2 separate regions of the Zea mays genome follow, and region 1 is linked to region 2. The links are chromatin contacts, called in public Hi-C maps. All regions are on one chromosome and are shown on one strand. Each heading gives the region's core, a stretch centred on a gene start, on an enhancer-like site or on the middle of the called end of the contact. The rest is flanking DNA. Distances are from core to core; before and after follow the strand shown.

Region 1 (3,082 bases), core at 357-2,856, 380 kb after region 2:
ACTCTTGTTTGCAGAAAAACTTACTATGAGTGGATCCTTAAAAATCCATTTTTATTATCAGGTTAAGTAGTTACCTGCATCTAGAGTTCTTTCTATCCTAGATCAGGCACATGGCCTATGCTAGCCATCTTTTATCATTCCTTCAGTTCACTGGATTGCTACGTGTAGGGCAGTGACCAAGTCTTCATGTCCGAGAAGTAACGGCAATCCGAATTGATTAATACCTAGCTGGGGATCTCCAACCACACGACATATGTAGCACTTAACCCTTGCATATGTCAACTCGCCACCGGGTTTCTCAAGACCAGAATGGGTTCACGCCAACCGAGAGCACAGATACACCACCGTCCAACCTCTTGCCATGGAGGGTACATGCTACTCTCTCCATCTCTCCACTCTCATTGAGGGGTGGCGTTTCTGGTATTGGTCCGACCGAGGCAAAGCTTACCCATGATGAGGCATGTGGCCAGTTAAAAGGTCCACGATCAGCAAGCCTACATCGGTTCGGTCCTTAATCGACTCAGACGGAGACATTACACCGAGACTTCCTTCTCATGCAAGTCACCCGCCTGGTCTCGTCTTTACCATTTACAGCCCAAAGTTTGGTACCTGACAGAGGTACATCTTTTCAGATGTTGAACCCATGACGGCCATGATGGATTCACCATCATAAGTCTTTTCTTTGTAAAATTTCCCATCCCATATGAAGCATCACTTTTTGTTTAAAAAACATTTTGTTTTCTAAAGCAGAGCTAAGCATCAGAAAACTTTAAGCAAATCAGGTAACAAGGAATGGTAATCAGTTCCAAGGAAAGGAATGCAACAATTGTTTAGCACATAACTCCTATCACCTAATGCATCATTTCAAGTGATAAGACTTTAAAATTGCAAGGAAAAGGGGTAAATGTACCGGGGCTTGCCTTGTGTTGCAGGAGGTTCTGGGTCTGTTCCACAGATGTCGAAGTAGAAGTTATTTTCAGCTGGTAGATCCTCAGCTTGCGGGACAACTTCTTCTTCAACAACAGTCTCTTCCTCGTTTTCTATACATAACAGTACATATACATGAATGCTTATGTGATGCTATGAATATGCAGTTACATAATAGAAGCATACTAAGTTGTATCTTGAATACAACTTTCCTTCACGGTACATACTAATCACTAGGGTTTCCTAAGTTAGTATTCTATCAGTATTAGGTAACTAAACCCTAGGATGCTAGTTTATTGGGTTTGGGACCAAACAATGTCCAAATCATTTCAAACTTCACCCAAAGCCTTTAATCATCATACTAAGCCTACCCAAAAAGTTTTACCATTTTTGGAGTTACTAATTTATTTCTAAAATTCTAAAGGTCTTGGTTTGAATACCTTTAAAGGCTACATAATTCTAGGTTTAGGATAAAAATCTTGGAACTATTTTTATTAAATACTAGATGATTTTAGAAGTCTAACAAAATTGGTCTCATATTTTTAACATTTTTCTACTAATTTCTATAGATTTTCCAACTTAATAGCAAAAAATAAAACGAAAAACTAATGAACAGTATCAGGCCGAATTCAGCCTAGAAGACCTAATCCTACGCAGAAGTAGGACACGCCCGCGACCGCGGGGTGAACTAGCGCAAAGACCCCTAACGATTTAAACATTTTAAAAGAGTACCAATTGGTCTTCTATGTGTCTCTGACATCTTTCTTTTTGCCCCCCTATTTCTTTCGTCTTCCAAATTCACGTCCTCGAGTCCGGCCAGCGGCGCTGATGAACATCCCGCGCGCCCTGCCACGACGGCGGATAACTTGAGCATCCTGCGAACACCGGCTAAACCTAACCCTGACCCAAACTAAATGGTCTCAGTCACGGATTCAGCTCGTAATCCCCCAGAGCGACCTAACCATGCCCACGACGGGGTTCGGGGTCCATGGCGCCCGTCCATACAGCATTAGCACCAAAAGTTCAAATTACGAGAACGGGGAGCACCAGTGGGTTACGCAAGACACGGTGCTCACGAGAACCAGCGTCAAACCAACAAAGTTTTGGTTGGTCGACACAGGAGCAGTTTATGGGCTAGCACGCGGCGTCGAGATCGCGTTCCAACCTATCTATGACAATAATGACAAAACGACCACTTCGGTGAGCTTCACCCACATATAAGGACACTAGAACATTGAATCAGAGGCGTCGAACCATACCATGTTTGCCTGGCCATGCGAGGTTGAGGCGTCGGTGATGTGGTCACCAGACACATGAAGTCGCTTGACCAGAGAATTGGGCGTTTTCAGGGTATAGTTTGGGGAGGTGAAGGCAACAATACTATGTTGAAGCTACACACAGTGGCTTACGACAGAGGCAAGGATCTCTCCTTTACTCCCTTTCCCCCTTCCTTCGGTTACTCTTAAATAGGTAGGGAAAAAGATCAGGCGATGGATGGGTTCATGGGATTACAACAAAGGGAGCTCTGGAAGTCCCAGTGAATGCATGGGTAAGGATGCGTGGATCAACCTTGAAGATCCACGCTGGTCTCCAGAGCACAGCAAGGCAAGGATGAGTTTACCATGGCAGGGGGTAGGCAGATAAGGTTTCACTAAAGCAGATATTCCAAACTTGAGATATTTCAGTGATGGCCAAAGTTCTAAATATCCCTGCCATTTCCTCATCTCTATCTTCACTTTACACCAAAATAAGACACGACAAGGGGAAAAAATCAGTGGCAGATATTTCTGCACATTAGGATCTACAACACTTGACTGACCTCCCCCTATTCAGCCACCTTTTTCTGTTTATAATGGTTAAGAATAGATTAGACTTTGTTAACAGAACTTGTTCCCTAATCGAGGATCTTCAAAGTTACTATAGGGTTCTTGGACCTAAACCTCATGGATCAGAAGTTATGGCACCCAAAAACCAGCTGCATCACACTAGTACCATTCCAGTTTTCTGAATTTTGGCCTACAGTCTCCATCTGATTTTACCTTTTGATAGAGGCAGTTTGAGCACCATTATCTCCAAAATTTATGTGATATAAAGCCAGGCCCTCCGAATAAAACCTGCTCATGAATACTAGCTCTCCAACTTTGCTTACACAAAC
Region 2 (3,083 bases), core at 356-2,855:
CACCAGCGCGAACGACGAGCGAATCAGCATGCGACCAGGACGAGTAGAAAGGGTTTACGACGCATTATATATCAAATAACTGGCTATCTGCGGCTAACAAACGACACGACCAACGAATACTACTAGATTGCGATTAAACGCGCAAAACTATATTTCTAAGTTGATTTTAGTTCATATAAATTATTTGCGCAAGGTATTTTAGATAAATTGAATCATCAATTAGTCAACGACTAATCAAGAATTAATTAATGAGCATAAACGATTATAATGAAACAATTAACTAATGTGTGCGGACAACGTGCGATACACGCAAACGACACATGGCATTGCGCGCGACACGCGAAAACAGCGTGCACGACACACGCGAGGATCACTAACAGATATGCGTAAATCGAAACCCTAAATTAGTTTTAAATTGGAATGTCTTTCTAATAACCATCGGACAAGCAATTAATTAATTAACTAACTAATACGTGTGTTACAACAAAATATTGTTACTAATTCTTGGTTAATGTTATTTAGAAGTTAAGGCGACGGAAACAGAATGAATCAGACATCTAACGTAAAAGTTAACGTGTATTTGACTAACGTAAAAGTTAACGTGTATTTGATAAACCGTGTATTAATGTGATGCGGCACAACCCAATTGGACAAAGCTAAACTCTTAGATCGGATTAAAACGTATGGTGCATATGCCTAGGTCCAATGACAGTTCCTTTTTTCTCTCCTGACGCCCTTGATTTTTGCTACATGCAGCCAGCGCAGAGGGGGCATGGACAGTTCCCTGATTCTCTCTAGCCGTATCTCACATGCGCATGCGGAATGGGGGATACGAACTTGCATGCAAGGTTTGACTGGTTCTCCTCCATGCACCGCACGCAAGCGGCACGCCAAAATGGTTGTTGATCAGGGTCGCGTGGGGACGACCGGGGTGCGGCTGCTTGGGCTCATCGATGGTCGTTTTCGGCCAGGGTGTAGGGCGTGCAGAGCAATGCCATGGCTGCTGCCACGGCCGGTAGCGCTAGGGACGTACGCGCGGTGGGGCTGCTGCTCGCCGAAGCTGGCATTGGCGGCCAGGAGCAAGAACACACATGCGCCTAGCCCCCACGCGGTCTGCGTTGCAGGGAGCCGGCACTGGCCATGGTGGCGAGCGCGCAGCAGCTAGCTACGGCGGGGCGGAGCGAGAGCGAGATAGACAAGGGAAGGGGGTAGACGACCTCACCTCACCACACCATCACGATGAAGCACGGCGAAGAGAAACGTGGACAGCAGGTCAGCGAAGCTCCGGTGGGGAAGGTGCTTGGCATCGGGGTTTCTTCAACCGCTCGCCGGAGTCGGGCCACGCCACGCCCAGCTGCGCGCAGGAGAGCCAAGGGCGGAGCTGCGCCGCCAGAAAGGGCAAGGAGGCGCTAGAGAGAAGGGAGCGGGGCGAAGGAGATGCAGGGGTTGTTCAAATGGCCGGCATGGGTGGGCGGTTGGCGCTTTTCTGCATCGTGGGCAAGATGGACATGGATAGGCAGTTTTGAGGGAGATGACAAATGGGCCCCATGGTGCAGTGCCACGCCCCAGCGGGGGAGACTGACCGGTAGGGCCCGAGGGCAGGGAGCGGCTAGGCACGGCTATGCCAGCACGCTCGACACGTGACGTGGCTGGGCCACAGGGCGTGGGAGATGGTCACTAAATTTGTTGTGGATCGCGGCGAAAGAGGCGGATTGCGCGGCGGATTGCGCGAGACAGTGTAAGGTGGAGACAGAGTTAGACATGTGGTAGACATGATTAGGTAAAATTAGACGAAGATAGTCGGAGCTGGCCCATGGGCCCAGGATGCCGAGATAGACGTCGGAAGAGTAGACGGGGATAGATAAGGATAACCGACGCGAGCAGCATGCCGTTCGCGAGAAGCTGTTCAGTGATCTCGTGAAAAAGGGCACGTGATATGGAACAAGCCCAACGAGAGGAAAAAGAAAAAAATACATATATTATTTTTTTGGAATATTTTAGCTTTCGCAAATCCTAAACTTTATGGATAAAACAATATCAGAGAATCTAGATTTCACGTTTAATACTCGAAATAAAAAGTTCTGAATGGTTAGAAAATCCCCCAAAACATGCTCGAGATAATTTTACATATTTCGAAAACTTTTTGCACTCATAAACACTATGCAATGGCATGAATGCAATAATCAAAACTTCTCTAGGATTTTATTCTACTACGCTAAAAATTTATATATATAATAAAATAACTCTCCACTATTTAGAAAAAGAGTATAAAAGAAGGAAAGTAAGAGGGTAACACCTGAATTTGGTGGATATCAGAAAAGAAATTTTATACCCCCAAATTCAGGGTGTTACATTAGGTTAGTTAGACCATTTATATGCTTGTTCTAGGTGAATCCTAGTTAGTTGAGTGAGTTTAGTAAAACCACACAACCCCTTAGCTCTTGTGTGAGACGTCGTAATTGTACAGAGTGGGGCGAGAGTCTTGCAAGACCGTGACAACCGAGTTTGTGTCATGACCGCCACGTGTACCGGAGGGAACGAGGCTCATGGCGTTTTGGCCGAAAGCTCGATAGTGGAGACGTCGGGGAGCATCCGAGAGGAGCCGGAAGTAGAGCACCACTTGTGTGTGGAGAACGCCCGCGGCTCTCTACGGAGTTACTCGACCGAGGTGCTTGGGCCTCGCGTGGGCTACCCTTTGTTTAGGGACACCATTAGGATTAGTTGAGACCTTGCGTGGTTCTAGATCCCTCGGTAAAAAATACTAACGTCATCCACAAGAGTTTGCTTTCTCTACTAGCTCTTCACCTTCCGCATTTACATTGACTACTTAAGTTTCAATCTCTTCTTTCTAGTTAAATTATTTAGAATTGAAACTTAGTTTTTGCAGTAGAGATAGCAACACTTTGAAAAAATCTAGGTTGCACATTATAGATTGCTTATTTGCATAGGTTTTAGTCTAGGGATTTTATTTGTGGCATAATTTAGAGAATAGTTTTTAGAAGTTCAAATTCACTCATCTTAGGCGTCACCATTTCCTACAGGTTTCATATATTACACCACCGTTAGTTTGACCTCTGGTGGTA

The links. Hi-C and Micro-C count contacts between places; a contact is called where the count stands out from the background.
Region 1: a Hi-C map of leaf shows a contact between it and region 2, with 4 times the contacts expected there. The contact joins two enhancer-like sites. A contact is called at or near these places in 3 of 25 Hi-C or Micro-C datasets (bundle sheath, ear and leaf).

The regions. Positions count from the first base shown.
Region 1 is chr9:64,670,120-64,673,201 of Zm-B73-REFERENCE-NAM-5.0, forward strand. No RefSeq gene overlaps it. Among protein-coding and RNA genes, the nearest start is that of LOC103638530, 62 kb to the right of the region's middle. Within about 2 kb of position 1,607, at least 12 of the 20 cell types and tissues checked have an H3K27ac peak or open chromatin away from gene starts, as enhancers often do. A contact at or near this core is called in ear and leaf, where this site is marked.
Region 2 is chr9:64,289,111-64,292,193 of Zm-B73-REFERENCE-NAM-5.0, forward strand. No RefSeq gene overlaps it. Among protein-coding and RNA genes, the nearest start is that of LOC103629530, 9.5 kb to the right of the region's middle. Within about 2 kb of position 1,606, at least 13 of the 20 cell types and tissues checked have an H3K27ac peak or open chromatin away from gene starts, as enhancers often do. A contact at or near this core is called in ear and leaf, where this site is marked.